Linked DNA regions of Mus musculus: all the other regions are linked to region 2. A link is a contact called in public HiChIP or PLAC-seq, Micro-C and promoter capture Hi-C data. All regions are on one chromosome and are shown on one strand. The core of a region is the stretch at or near the end of the contact, and the rest is flanking DNA. Distances in the headings are between cores, read along the strand shown.

Evidence for each region. Promoter capture Hi-C pulls out the DNA fragments that hold promoters and counts their contacts. A called contact is a pair of places that touch in the nucleus more often than the background predicts. HiChIP or PLAC-seq counts read pairs in DNA pulled down with a chosen protein or histone mark.
Region 1: a contact with region 2 is called in a promoter capture Hi-C map of 3T3-L1-derived adipocytes, with 6 times the contacts expected there. The contact joins the enhancer-like site here to the promoter of Peli2 in region 2. A contact is called at or near these places in 7 of 39 promoter capture datasets (the 3T3-L1 cell line, 3T3-L1-derived adipocytes, cranial neural crest and 3 more), 1 of 15 datasets of contacts at CTCF or cohesin (the NIH/3T3 cell line), 2 of 484 Hi-C or Micro-C datasets (the 3T3-L1 cell line and stem cell-derived neural stem cells) and 6 of 115 datasets of contacts at active chromatin or transcription factors (astrocytes, craniofacial prominence, embryonic hindbrain and 3 more).
Region 3: a Micro-C map of muscle stem cells shows a contact between it and region 2, with 6 times the contacts expected there. The contact joins the enhancer-like site here to the promoter of Peli2 in region 2. A contact is called at or near these places in 12 of 39 promoter capture datasets (the 3T3-L1 cell line, 3T3-L1-derived adipocytes, cranial neural crest and 7 more), 1 of 15 datasets of contacts at CTCF or cohesin (the NIH/3T3 cell line), 7 of 484 Hi-C or Micro-C datasets (the 3T3-L1 cell line, the C10 cell line, the C2C12 cell line and 4 more), 12 of 115 datasets of contacts at active chromatin or transcription factors (the NIH/3T3 cell line, bone marrow-derived macrophages, craniofacial prominence and 7 more) and 1 of 9 other capture datasets (adipose tissue).
Region 4: an H3K4me3 HiChIP or PLAC-seq map of bone marrow-derived macrophages shows a contact between it and region 2, with 4 times the contacts expected there. The contact joins the enhancer-like site here to the promoter of Peli2 in region 2. A contact is called at or near these places in 7 of 39 promoter capture datasets (the 3T3-L1 cell line, 3T3-L1-derived adipocytes, embryonic stem cells and 4 more), 8 of 484 Hi-C or Micro-C datasets (cerebellar granule neurons, cerebellum, cerebral cortex and 4 more), 8 of 115 datasets of contacts at active chromatin or transcription factors (bone marrow-derived macrophages, embryonic hindbrain, embryonic limb bud and 3 more) and 3 of 9 other capture datasets (adipose tissue, liver and pancreatic islet).
Region 5: a contact with region 2 is called in a promoter capture Hi-C map of 3T3-L1-derived adipocytes, with 6 times the contacts expected there. The contact joins the enhancer-like site here to the promoter of Peli2 in region 2. A contact is called at or near these places in 8 of 39 promoter capture datasets (the 3T3-L1 cell line, 3T3-L1-derived adipocytes, cranial neural crest and 4 more), 11 of 484 Hi-C or Micro-C datasets (the 3T3-L1 cell line, 3T3-L1-derived adipocytes, the C2C12 cell line and 7 more), 5 of 115 datasets of contacts at active chromatin or transcription factors (the NIH/3T3 cell line, embryonic forebrain, embryonic hindbrain and 2 more) and 2 of 9 other capture datasets (adipose tissue and pancreatic islet).

Annotation. Positions count from the first base shown.
Region 1 is chr14:47,958,382-47,961,081 of GRCm38.p6, forward strand. No RefSeq gene overlaps it. Among named protein-coding and RNA genes, the nearest start is that of 4930447J18Rik, 61 kb to the left of the region's middle. Within about 2 kb of position 1,325, at least 22 of the 459 cell types and tissues checked have an H3K27ac peak or open chromatin away from gene starts, as enhancers often do. A contact at or near this core is called in 3T3-L1-derived adipocytes, where this site is marked.
Region 2 is chr14:48,119,545-48,122,244 of GRCm38.p6, forward strand. It overlaps Peli2 (pellino 2), which reads left to right and starts at 1,325. Exons shown (of 6, transcript NM_033602.2): 1 at 1,325-1,689. The coding sequence starts at 1,613.
Region 3 is chr14:47,935,915-47,938,614 of GRCm38.p6, forward strand. The region is part of intron 2 of 4930447J18Rik (RIKEN cDNA 4930447J18 gene); the gene reads left to right. Among named protein-coding and RNA genes, the nearest start is that of 4930447J18Rik, 38 kb to the left of the region's middle. Within about 2 kb of position 1,262, at least 46 of the 459 cell types and tissues checked have an H3K27ac peak or open chromatin away from gene starts, as enhancers often do. A contact at or near this core is called in the C2C12 cell line, muscle stem cells and pre-pro-B cells, where this site is marked.
Region 4 is chr14:48,248,392-48,251,091 of GRCm38.p6, forward strand. Peli2 (pellino 2) reads left to right here. Exons shown (of 6, transcript NM_033602.2): 4 at 2,119-2,313. Among named protein-coding and RNA genes, the nearest start is that of Gm52144, 44 kb to the left of the region's middle. Within about 2 kb of position 1,265, at least 20 of the 459 cell types and tissues checked have an H3K27ac peak or open chromatin away from gene starts, as enhancers often do. A contact at or near this core is called in bone marrow-derived macrophages, where this site is marked.
Region 5 is chr14:47,988,114-47,990,813 of GRCm38.p6, forward strand. No RefSeq gene overlaps it. Among named protein-coding and RNA genes, the nearest start is that of 4930447J18Rik, 91 kb to the left of the region's middle. Within about 2 kb of position 1,383, at least 13 of the 459 cell types and tissues checked have an H3K27ac peak or open chromatin away from gene starts, as enhancers often do. A contact at or near this core is called in 3T3-L1-derived adipocytes, adipose tissue and cerebellum, where this site is marked.

The DNA.
Region 1 (2,700 bases), core at 75-2,574, 160 kb before region 2:
TTCCCGTTAGCTTCGGAACATTCTGTACTTCACGTACTTGAGTGTGTGCTGATTGATGATGAAGAGCTTTGTGGATGTTGCATAGGAACTCATATACTCAAGGCTGTGCTCCCCAGCCATCCTGTTCAGGCTCCAGCTTCTCTGGCCCTCAGAGGTTTCCTTGCATGCATTGCCTTGAGAATTTCCCTCCACAGGAAGGTGTAAAATGCAAATACATTTTAAAGACTTCCTGAAGAAAACATTCGACTGTTCTTGCTCCTCACTGATCTAGGAGCTTTGTAAACCGGTGTCCCGGAACTATAACAAAATGCCAGAGAGAGTCAACTTAGAAGGAGGAAAGGTTGACTTGCACTCACAGCTTCAGCTCGTTCAGTTGGCTTTGATGCTTTGGGTCTGTGCTGAGGCTGCACCATCCCCTGGGAGCACTTGGCTGAGAAGGCCCTCACCTTAAAGAAGCCAGAAACAAAAGAGAAAGCAAGTGTAGAACCTAGTGTAACGATCAAACTTTCTTCCGCCATACCATATCACATCTGAAGTTTCCAGTACTTTGTGGTAGTGTTGTAGGCTGGCGACTAAGGCTTTTGGGAGCCTTTCGAAAATCAATCAACCAATTAATTAATTTATTGAGACAGGGTTTCTCTGTATAACAGCCCTGGCTGTTCTGGAACTCACTATGTAGACCAGGCTGGCCTTGAACTCACAGAGATCTACCTGCCCCTGCCTCCCAAGTGTGGAGATTAAAGGTATGCACCACTATGTCCGTCCTCCTCTGGGATGGTCGTAACCAAAGTGCAGCAGGGGCTCTTCTGTCTGACTTGTCCTTCTCCCACCTGTCCGGCAACCGCTGTCCACTGATCATGGAGGAACAGGGCAGTGCAGAGGGGTGCTAGTCCACAGTGAAGGCTTGGAGGTTATTATAGACAGTGGGTAGTATCGTGGGGTTGGTACAGTTACAGCCACCAGAAACTACTGAATTCCAGACTACTTCTTGAAGCCTTTCTCATGGAGAGGCTCAGAATCCATAGAACATATTGTTGCTCACTGCTCATGAAAATGTTGGTGACCTTTCAACTCCTCCTTGGAGACAGCTTGTTCCCGATAGGTCTTTTGGAAAAGAGCTCCTTCTAAGGGCAAAGTTATAACTGGAACGAATGGGAAAGTTAAAAGAAAAGTCCAACACTGACCTTGGCTTGCAGAAAAACAAGAACCTTTGTCCTGGATCTTTTCTGTGAGGGAAACGTGATGGCCTCCATCACGCTCCTTCACAAGAAAACGTTAAAGTTGAACAAATAAACAGTGCTGCCTGAAGCATTATTTATGGGGGAACATTTTGTCATCGGGGAACATGTTGGCTAATCTGCTTTGGCTAAGTTCCCCTTAGAGACTGTGGTTAATAGAAGGACTGGGCAGGAAATTAGCATACACATTGCTATTCAGAAAAAGGGGTAAAATGTTAATGGGGTACCCTCCATGTCTGTTTCTCTTTATTTCTCTGAAAGTTAATTAATGGCTGTGCTCAGCACTAGGAGGAATCTGCATCCAAGTCCATCTCCAAGAGCTATTTTGACAAGTTCTGGGGCTTACTCTCAAAGAAGAGCTGACCTCCACTTCCAGAGCTGCCATTTGTGCCTCCATGGTGTGGACTCTCTCCTAAGAGCCGAGGATTGCCACTATCCTGCAGCTAATTAGCATGGCTACACAGCCTCTGAGGTTAGCAAGGTAATTAGTTTCAGAGGTAAGTGGAGATCGGGGAGGTTTGAGACACAGCATGTTTATTGAACGATGTCCCCTGGACGACAGAGCCACTGCCTACTTGTTAAAGAAACTTGAATGATTATCGGCACGGAGTCCCAGATCCCTAGGAAGAAGCAATGTGGTAATTGGGGCCTTTATGGAAGCAAGAGAAAAAAACCAAGTCTGTGATTCAGGCAATAACCTTAGAGTGAGGCCAGGGATGCTTTCTGGAGAACTTTGTTTTCACACAGGGAGGTAATGAACTAAGAGGACGTGCTGAGGCTTTAGTGGAGATTCCTGACATTTGCGGAGAAGAAACAGCTCAGATTGAGTTAAAATAAGTTGGAGTTGTTCCAGAGGAAAAACATAGGGCTAACCCTCACAAGATATGTCTTTTCCAGAGAGGAACTGCTAGGCAAGAGGTCGGGTAGATACTCAGGTCCCTGTTTACAGTCTTCCTCGTCTGTAGAAGGGACATGTGATAGTGCCTGGTTGTGAAGGTGTCAGGAGGAGTAAATATTATATTATGAAACACACAGTAAGCGCCATGGATGTGTTAGGTGTGGTGAGTACTTTCACTGCTTATTGATAAGGGATGCCAGAGGCTTTAGGTAGGAGATAAGACCTCGACATCTCAACAGTTTGGTCCGTGACTTAGTGGCTTAATGGAAGAAATACTTTGCACCCCAGAGAGTCCTTGTGAGAAACTTAGCTGGGACTTGGCTGTTCTTTTGAGCCCAGTAGATATCTTTAAAACAGTGATTATCTCCTGTGTGATATTCTTTGCCTATTTAGATTAACACACATTTGTTTTCTGTTTACTTATATACCCCTTTGTTCCTGAAAGATCTTAGGCAATATGTTTTCTTTTTAAGATTCTTTCTTATTATGTTTGTTTATTTACTTATATTTATTTATTTGTTTTTTTTTATTTATTTGTTTTTGTTTTTGTTTTGAGACAGGTTC
Region 2 (2,700 bases), core at 75-2,574:
CTGCTGGTTAAACCTTTACATTTTCATAACAGAGAAAAGTACAGAGGATTTGTACAATAAGCCGGATAGCTAGTTGTCTTTAGTCTAAGAATAGACTTTCTGTAATTAGCGGAAATAAGGTAATCGTCTAATAAAGTTTATTTTTGGCTCATCAATAGTGTGGCTTTTGTTATTCTGGAGTAATTTATCTCCAAAGCCTCAATTAAAAGAAGAAAAGCCAGTTACTAACTGAAGTAAAATTACAGAAAGCATCATGTCACTACAGTAATAGCCTGTCAGAGAGCGATACATGCACGGCGCTGAGCAGTAGAATGGAAGGTTACTCATGCAATTATTTCTTTTTTAACTCCTTACTTAGAGTCATAGCCTAAACGTGTGTGTATGTGTGTGTGTGTGTGTGTGTGTGTGTGTGTGTGTGTGCGCGCGCGCGCGCGCGCGGGCACACACACACACACACTCTCGATGTTTATACATTGGGTAGCTTTTGCAGTATTTATTTCTTTAAATATTTAACAGTCTGGAAAGGCAGTGACAGGCAATAATATGTAGCGTCTCTAGCATGTTGCAAGGGCTTAATAAATGCTAGAATAATAAATTCCTCTATGATGAAAAACAGCAGTCAGTAAAACTATCACAGCCTACAATATTTTAAAGACACAGCACCATAAGAAAGCATAAAATACAAACAGTGCCTTGATTAATCCATGGAAATAAAGGAACATTTGTCTTCATTTAAAAAAAAAAAATCCACCTAGGTAATTTCCTTTTAAATTCCCCAGGGGGTTGAAAGAAGGGACAGAGATGTGAATAAGGGATTAAAAGTAACTTTTAACTTTTCTTTTTCCCCTTTCCCTCTCCTCCCTCCATCTCTCTCTCTCTTTTCTCACCCCCCCCCCACGTTCTTTCTCCTTTCTCTTGATACATGAAATGGTGGGGAGCCCTTCAATTAGCGCCCCCCCCATGGGCAGATTCTTTCTCTTTTTAAGCCCCCCTCTCAAGGGCTTGGCTTTGAAAGCAGACACCCCCAGATCAGTGCGCTCAGCATGGTGAGCTCGGAGGTGGGGGGTGGGCAGTATGCTTGGCTTTCACGCAAGCGGGGTCCGGATCCCCGGGCTGAGGACGAAGACCCCCACGCTCCAACTTTTCGGAGGAAGAGAGGAGAAAAACAGAGCTGCCCCTTTAAGGGCTTGCCTTCCCCTTTACTCTATGTTTACATAACACGGGGCGCTCGCGGGCCGCGGGGGCTGGCGGGCGGGCGGGCGGGGGCCGCGGGAGCGCGGAGACGCGGGCGGCGGCGCGGCCGTCCCACCTGCCCAGCCCGCTCAGCCCCCCGGCGGCGCGCGCTCCTCCTCCCGCGGGGCTCTGGTCGCCGCTCGCTTTCCGTGCCGGGTCCCGCTCGTAGCGGCCAACGTACGGATAGCTCCGGGGAAGCCGGCGGGCGACGCGCACAGCCACGACGGAGCAGCCGCGGGACTGGCCGCCCAGCGCCCCGTTCGCCGCCGTGCCGTTCCCCGGCGCGCTCACCCCGTTTTCGGGATGGGAGTGTAGTGGCGGCGCGGACTCGGCGGGGATCGCGGCGGAGGCGGCAGCGGCGGCGGCCGAGCGCGGCTCCATGTTTTCCCCGGGCCAGGAGGAACCCAGCGCCCCCAACAAGGAGCCGGTGAAATACGGGGAGCTGGTGGTCCTGGGGTGAGTTGGGGACGCGGGCGGCGGGGCGTCGCGGAGGGAGAGGGATGCGCTCCTGAGGGCCCGGGTCCCCGGGGTGCTCGTTGCCGCGGCCCGGAGGGCGCTCCTGCACCACGCGGGGTCGCTCGGTGAAGCCCGGAGCCAGTGGCTACTGGGGACTTCTCTTTCCCGACGACCGCGAACGCGGAGCCCTGTCTCCGAGCCCAGAGCCCAGTCCGCGGGGGTTACGCATTGTTCCAGTCTGTGACCCGGGCCGCTGGTTGGCCTCCGCTTTTTGCGCCGGGAGTGAGCTCGGCCGAGGGCCTGGACCGGGTCCTGGTTTTCCCGGGTCCTCTCAACAACGGTTCCCGGATCTCCCGGGTTTCCATTCTCGAGTCTCCGCACCCCTTGATCTCCTTACCCCTCGGGCTCCTGCACCCCTCGGGCCCCGGCCTTGCCGATGCCCTGCCAGCGGCGGGGAGCTCGCCACCCTGCCCTCCTCGGCTCCCACTCCGCTGGTGAAAATCACATTTTGAAGATAGTAATTATCTACAATCGTTAAAACGGCAGCAATTAGAGACTTCATCTACTTCCTGAGTTTCCGTGTGACATTTTCTATTGTTTACCCTTAATAAACCAGGAGGGAGGCTTCGCAGGATTAAAGCAGGGTAAAGTGGGCAATGAAAAGGGTGTGGGTGGGGGGAGGTGGAAAGTGCAGGAAACTCTTGGAGCTGGAGCAACTTGGGTAGTGCTGCAGGGAAAGGATTGGTTTCCCTTTGGATGTGCCGCTCCAGGGAACCCGCGCTTTTGTCCTCTGTTGAAAGATCTGTATTCAGACCCACGCGGGTGTTGATGGGTGGGCTTAGAGGCACGCGAGGAAGCCCCCCTCCTCACCCCTAAGCAGAGGCTCTGGGAACTTTGAGAAACGTGTTTTGATTACTACCTTGAAGTAAGTGCCGACTTAATTTTTTTTTAAAGACTCATCTAAAGTTTCCTAGCCTTCAGTTTGTTGCAAGCCTTTCTGTGTGTGTGTGT
Region 3 (2,700 bases), core at 12-2,511, 180 kb before region 2:
CACCAGAAAAGCAAGACTCTGGTTTAAAAATCACATCTCATGATGATGATAGAGGGCTTTAAGAAAGACATAAATAACTCCTTTAAAGAAACACAGGAGAAGGCCAGGCAGTGGTGGCACATGCCTTTAATTAATCCCAGCACTTGGAAGGCAGAGGCAGGTGGATTTCTGAGTTTGAGGCCAGCCTGGTCTACAGAGTGAGTTCTAGGACAGACAGGGCTATGAAGAGAAACCCTGTCTTGAAAAAGAAAGAAAGAAAAAAAGAAAGAAAGAAAGAAAGAAAGAAAGAAAGAAAGAAAGAAAGAAAGAAAGAAAGAAAGAAAGAAAGAAAGAAAGAAAGGAGAACATAGGTAAGCATAAAAATCCTTTAATGAACTACAGGAAAATACAACCAAACAGACAAAGGAAATGAACAAAACCATCCAGGATCTAAAAAATGGAACTAGAAACAATAAAAAATCACAAAGGGAGACAACCCTGGAGTTAGAAAACCTAGGAAAGAGATCAGAAATCACAGACACAAGCATCACCAACAGAATACAAGAGATAAAAAGAGAATTTCAGGTGCAGAAGGTACTATAGAAACATTGACATAACAGTCAAAGAAAATGCAAAATGCAAAAAGCTCCTAACCCAAAACATTCAGGAAATCCAGGGCACAATGAGAAGACCAAACCTAAGGATAATAGGTATAGAAGAGAGTGGAGATTCCCAACTTAAAGGGCCAGAAAATATCTTCAACAAAATTATAGAAGAAAACTTCCCAAACCTAAGGAAAGAGATGCCCATGAGCATACAAGAAGTCCACAGAACTCCAAATAGATTGCACCAGAAAAGGAGTTCCTCCTGTCACATAATAGTCGAAACACCAAATGCATAAAACAAAGAGAGCATTGTGCAACAGAAGTCAGCTGTCTACTAGTAAAGATGCAGCAAAGACATGTGAGGAAAAGGAATAAATTAAAAAATGGCCTGGGCCATTCCTGTGGCCAGGGTCCTGCTGCCTGGCTTGTGGGCTAAGAGAAAACACTCACCAGCCAAGAAGCAGAGCAGCATAGGACACGAGGTGGTGGTCCCATTTGCCATCATCCTTTGTTATGGTTTTAGATCTGTCTCTCACCCACCTGGCTTCAGCTGTTCTACGGTCTGAAGGATAATTTAAAGTTCTCTCTCCTCTGTCTGACAGGAAGTGTAAATGTGGAGACCATTTGTGGACCACTGGCCACTGGCCCAGTCTTTGTGCCTGCTCCCCTGGCAGCGCTGCGCTGAACACATGGGCATGCCTAAATGTTTGTTCAATGCTAAGTGGCCGTTGGTGCTTGGTCATTCCCTTCCAAGTCATGTCAAGTGAGAAAGTGCGTGTTCAGAAAGTTCAGAGCAGCTTTGCAGCATACCCAAGAATGTCTGGAAACAGCTAAGGAGAACTTGTGGCTTCTTCCAGCGCCTGGCAGCCAGCTGCTAGCTGCCAGCTGCCAGCTGCCAAGCATACAGTTTCACATCTGGGCTTGGTTTCCTGAACTTGGCCATCAGTCCCAGGGCAAGAGATTGTCTTCGTGACTGTGAAGAATGGAACACAAACAGTGGCTTGGTGTTAGGGTAGTTAGCAGGAGGAAGCAAAGCCAACCTCTGAGGAGAGTGCCAACAAGCTGGCACCAACATGCCTGGCCCATCAGTGGAGAACGCTTGGAAACTCAGAGTGTTCAGGGCAAGCTTGAATCATCTCTCAACTGCAACCTCAATTCAATTCCACAAATATTTTTGAGGCTCTTCCATGTGTCATGCCTCTTTCAAGCACATAGAATACATCAGTGAAAGAAACAGACTGGATTCCTGATGCTGGAGAGTTCCACAGGAAGAAGGAATGATGAACAGTAGGTATGTTTAATGCACACCTTTGGGGGCTGTCGGAGGACAAGCTTTGGACATCACAGCTAAGCACAGGAGACCGAGGGCAGGAACTGCAGGTTACACTGTCAGCTTGGTTTGTTCTCATCACTTTTCTTCTACAGAGTATACTTCCAAACAGAGTTACTCAGATAGCTTGCTCACTCTACAGAAGGGGTTTGGGACTATAAGCAAGCTTCACAAAGTGTGATTAAAGTGTTAGAGAAATGGCCATAGACCAGACTATGTGTGCTAAAATGTATCTCCAGAACCGTAGCCACCTTGACTCAAGTTCATCACTTCCTCTGAAGGGTGGCCTTCCTCCATGGCACCTACAGGGTATCTGAGTATACTCCAAAAGTCTCTTCACATCTCTAGTTTTCCTGAGTTAGAAAACATGAACCCAAACACAGGAGAAGCATTTGATTATTTTCATGAGAAAAGAAGACAAAGGTTTTAAGCTGTTACTTATAAATGATGAGATTAAGGGGTGAATCTCTGTGAGTCATATCCCAACACATATGGGGAATCTCAAAGCTTTAATGTGATGGAATTTAGAGGTGGAGGTTTTAGAAGGAGATTAGGTTTAGGTGAGATGGTAAGGTGGGATCCCAGCATTCTATCAGTATTTTTAATGACAAGAAGATAATAATACCTTTCTTTCTGCCATATAAGAAAATGACCTTTGTAAGGCAGGAAGAGAATGCTTACAGGGAACCAAACCACTAGGCTTTACCTTAGACTTCCAGAACCATGAGAAATAACTGTCAGTGTTAAGCTACCTAACCTATGGTATTTTGTTCTGTTTAAGTCAGC
Region 4 (2,700 bases), core at 15-2,514, 130 kb after region 2:
CGAAATACCGTAGTTTTAAAAGAAAAGGAGCCACGCTTTCATTCTGTGCTTTTGTATGTTTTTATTTTGAACTGTGCATATATAAAACTATAAAACTTATTTTTAAATTTGTTAGTAAGTAGTTTCAAGTTTAAGGACAACAACAATAAGACTCACCGCTCTGTCCGTCACTAGAGCTAAGTTATTCACCAGTGTTGAAAACAAAGCAGCAGAGGGAAGGTTACACAACCCTAGAAGGATGAATTAGATGGTACGGTTTTATGGTATCGCTAATAGAAAATTTTATTAAGCAAGTTGTAAGTTTTCTAAGCCTGAAATGCATACCACTAAGCAGTACATATCTGCTCAAGTTGATGAGTTTCAGTGAAACCAGTAACCTCACTTATGCCTGGCACATGTCATTAGAACAGCGAATGAAAGGCCATGTAAAAGCAAGAGAAAATAGATGTCTGGTGGATTTACGGGGGTAGTAGTCCATGCGTGAGCACATACAGAACACATTTACAAAGGAACTTAGGGACACTCCTGGGAAGCATGCGGAGCTAGGTGACATAAGATCTCTTCTTTTTACTTTATCCATTTGGATTTTCTTTTAAAAAAAAAATCATGTATTTTACATTGCTTATCTTCCAGGCGCAGAATTCACGATCTGAATACAAACACCTTGGAAATTGATTTTCATGGCCTTATGTGCATCCGTGTCAGGGCCCATGTGTTCCTCCCACACACAGCTTCTCAGCCAGTCTGTTTTCAGGCGAGGACCTTAGTGGTGTATTTAGTGAGGAATTCTTCATCTTCATGTAAATGGTTTTGATTGAAGGCCATGTTTGTCAGTGCCTCCAGGCAGACACACAGGGAACACCAGTACATAAATGTTTAATGTCCCGTCCTGAGGATTCTCCAACTCATAAGCAAATGTGTCTTCTAGTTCGCAGCGGAAAGCAGGACCTGTTTTAGTGGGATCTACTGAACAGGAAGGGCTGTTAGAACTCTTAAGATTCTTATGAAATACAATCTCTTGGCAGTTTTGACATCTTACCAAGGAAAGGAAGACCCTGTAATACTGGTGGCAACTTTTAGACTTGCTCCAGAGAGGCTTCTTTTTCATCCATACATGAAGTACTAAGGACAGCTGTTTACATTTTCCTTCACTCATATGCTGAGCTTTGGACTAACTAGGATAAGCCCCTGTCCCCTGTTCTTAGGGTGACTGAGCAGTGGCAGCCAGCTCTGTCCCTCTGTCTCAGGGTAAGAGCTTTGTGCAGTGCTGGGCATGAGTCATGGGCTCTGACTCAGGGAGCCCAGCAAGCAGAGAGTTCCTTTGATTTAAAGGTTTGATTCCTTCAAAAATAGCAAACAAGAATGATTTGCTGTAAAAATAATTTTCGAGTGGATCCGAGATAGCAAATCCAACATCATTTTTCAAGAATAAAAAACTGAGGTTTCTCATGATATTTAAAATTGGTAGACTAACTGACATAAAGTTGCAGAAAACAAAATTAATAAGACCAAGGAATCTAGTCTGTAGCATTATAGCTACAGTGTTGTGCATTTGTGTGCACCCATCTCGGGCTGAAGAGATCGCTCGATTGGTAAACTGCTCGCCTCTCAAGCATGAGGACCTAAGTTCAAGTCCCAGAACCCACAAAAAATGCCAAGGGCGGTGATGTGTGCTAGTAATCTCGGTGCCAGGGAGGAGGAAACAGGAGGCTCGCTCTAGCTGGCTAAGCAGCCCACCCAGCCTGACTGGTGAAGAGCAGCAATGAGAGACTGTCCCAGGAGGTAGGCGGATCTTTGAAGATGACAGCTAAGGTTGTCTTCTGGCCTCTCTGTGCATGTTGGTCTGCACATAGACACACACAGGTCATGTGGGGACAAGGTCGTGGGCCTGGAGACCTCATTAGCTGTTGGTAGCACGATAAAATGAAACATCTTTTTTTAAAAGAAAAAAAAAGGTCTGGATATTTACAGTAATTTCTCTGTTCATCAACAAGGAAGGATATGCAGTTGATGAAGCAAAGATAATGAGGTTGACAGGGTTCTGGGCCTCTGTTCCGTGAACTCGACACAGAGCCTGGCGTTTTTCCTGTGCATCATGGGAATGTTTGGTTTCTTCAGGTGGGCAGGTCAACAGAAAGCCCCATTGACTTCGTGGTCACAGACACGGTTTCCGGCGGTCAGAACGAAGATGCCCAGATCACACAGAGCACCATCTCTAGGTTCGCATGCAGGATCGTGTGTGACAGGAACGAGCCATACACAGCACGCATATTCGCGGCAGGATTCGATTCTTCCAAAAATATCTTTCTTGGAGTAAGTACTGTGACTGTGTTCTGGTTTCAGGCTCACACACACTAATAGAGTTATTTCATTTGGGAAGGGAGGTTGCTTTGTATAGTGGCTGCAGTTAGATTTTTTTTCGAAGTTTTAGTTTTCAGGACAGCTTGAGAAAACAGTGGTAAATACTTGAGACTAATTTGAAGCCTGGCTGCATGCACCCGGCCATCAGGAGAGAGAAGCAGGAGGGTTATAAGTTCAAGGCCAGCCTGTACTGCACAGAGAGATGCTGCCTCCGTAAAAAGAAAATCTGTAGATTACTTGGTTATTGTCATATTTGCTGTATCAGTTGTAATGTATGCAGCAATTATTTCAAAGGAGTATGTGTTAGCATTATGTATAACACATTTACGGTAAATTTGA
Region 5 (2,700 bases), core at 133-2,632, 130 kb before region 2:
AAATGAACTTCGACAGTGAACTCTAGAGATAATCTGTAATAGAAGGAATTTTGTACTTGTTAGAAGGAGAAATGAACTAGATAAAACTCGGGGGTACTATAAAAGAATCCCCATCCTCTGCAGTCCCTCAATCTTGCCATGGAGAAACCGGGGACACACATCTAGCTGTCAACAGTGGCTGCTAGCCAAACACCAATGGCACTTGGTATGTGGGGTGAAGGTGTTTGTCGGTCTTTCAGGCCAGCAATAAGATCCCATGGAGAGAAGAACAGGATGTAGCTTGTGTATTACAGATGGGGGGGGGGGCAGCAAGCTTCAACCCTAGGACTGAGAGCCAAGCTTTGCTCAGAGCCCAGGTTCTACCAATTTGTCTCAGCTCCCTAAAACCATAAGTTTGATGTTTGAAGCTGCTGGTTAAAATCCATGTTGCTCTATTTCTTCTGGCCAGTTCTTGTTAATGGAGGCTTGCTTGGAACTAGGTTCAGGTCTGAGAAAGGTAATAGTCAGCTTTGTCCATAAACGTGACTGTAGTGCAGGCTGGAGGTCCTGTGTCCATGGATGCCCTTTGTACACGGATGCCCTGTGTACATGGATGCCCCCGGTTTATGTAAAAACCTCGTGGCATTTGTTTTCCTGGTGTTACCCCTTTTGAAGACAACTCATATACTTTTCATAGGCCTGCAGGTAGGGAATATATGCCATGTCCGAAGCTCATTGTCACGGCTGTGAGTCAATCCAGCATGACACTGAGGTTAATGGAGTAAATTTGAACGTCCTTCATTTGTTCACTCAGTTAACAAATGCTCTTAAGTTTCTGATGACTGCCACAATAGAGACAGTCTGTTCCCAGAGAGCATCAAATTCAGATTCCCAGCCATATTTGTTAATTGTTTTGGCATTGTGCATATTACTTAACTATCTCACTGTAATGTAAGAATAACAACACATACCTCACAGGACGGTGGTAAACATTAACAGTCATTTCAGTGTCTTCTGTATGATTAATACACAGGAATGATAAATATGCTATGACTATTGACAATTATCTCCCTTGAACTATACTCTGGCATACAGGCTACATATAGGAAGTTAAGATTTATTTAAAAGCAACACTCAAATGAAGCAGCAAAAGTTTTAATACTGACTTGTGCAGGGGACAACACACTTTACTATCTATATATACATTTATGCATATCCATAGATACTGATCAGACTGTCTAACTTCAAGCATGCATACAATCTAGCATGCTTTCTAATTGTCAACTGTGTTGAGATTTCTCTCTGTGCTGGAAGAATTTTCAGTGTCGGGTGGAATGGCTGGATGTAATCATCAGCTTGAGTTACTTACACAAAGCCAGTTACTTGCCATCTGCCAACTAGAGCTGTGCCCTCAGGCCTTGCTTGGATGGCAGCCCACTGCTATGCAGCAGGGGGACGTGTTTCATCCAAATAACTTATCGCTCACTAACCAATTCTAACGTGAGAAAGGATTGCAGCTAGATGGTCTCTTAATGATAAAGGGAACAATGGGCATTCGTTGTCTTGCTTCTTGGCAGAAACCATGGCTAGGGTATGCATTGTGAGGATATTACCAATAGAGGGCTGAAGAATAAAATACTCAGAAAACTTGGAACAGACTCTAAGATAAGTCTGGTAGAAATGTGTCTGAGTAGTCTTGTTTATTGACCCAGACTGGGGTTGAAAGGCAAGAGAAAATGTGTAGAGATCAAAAATTATAAAGGAACCTTAGATGATGAACAAGTTATGATGTGTACAAGTCATGTTTACCATATATAGTATGACTGAAATAAAAAAAATAGGTATTTATGGGGAGGCCTGGGCAAACCCCCTGTTGAGACTAAGGTGTACTTAGTCAGTCAGGTAGCTAATGATACAAGATCTCGTCCAGGCAGTGGTGGAGCCCAGAGTGATCCATGGGCCTAATCTGTGTCCTGTTGAACTGGACCACCTGTTGTTTGAAGATTCCTACCTCTCCCTGGTTATCAAGAACACATCTTGTATAAACCAGATTATTTCTTCGTCTGCTTTCCATCCCTCCCTCGCTCCCTCGATCGCTCTGACCTCCCAATCAGCAATCCTTCCCCTAGCCTTTTCACTTTTTATTTGTCTTGATATACAGCTCAGCCTGGCTTCAAACTCGTGATCCTCCCATCTCAGGCTCCTGAGTGCTGGGATGATTGGCATGTGCTGTCATGCCTGGCTCCCTGTTTACTTTAGACATTATAGTTCAGCCTAGAATCTTCCGAAGCATGGTTGACAACCTCCCTTTACCAAGTCCGTCCTGTTCCATCTCCTCTAACATGCCCACTCCTCATGCTCATTTTTCACTGATGTCTCGGATCTAAAGACTGAAACTCCATGCATGAGCTATTGCAAGGGACCCCAGTGTCCTGGTTATTATTTATTTAGTGAACTTGACGTAGTCTAGATTCATTTGATAGACAGGAACTTGCCCCCATCAAACTGGCCTTGTCAGCAAGGCTGTAGGGACATTTATTTAAACAGTTGATGTGGGAGGGTCCAGCCCATTGTAGACTGTGCCTCCTCTGGGCAGTTGACCCCGAGTTGTAAAAGAAAGCAGATTGAGCAAGCTATAGGGAGCAGGCCAGTGAGCAGCACCCATCCATGAGCTCCGCATCAGTTCCTGCCTTGGGTTCCTACCCTGACTTCCTTTGACGA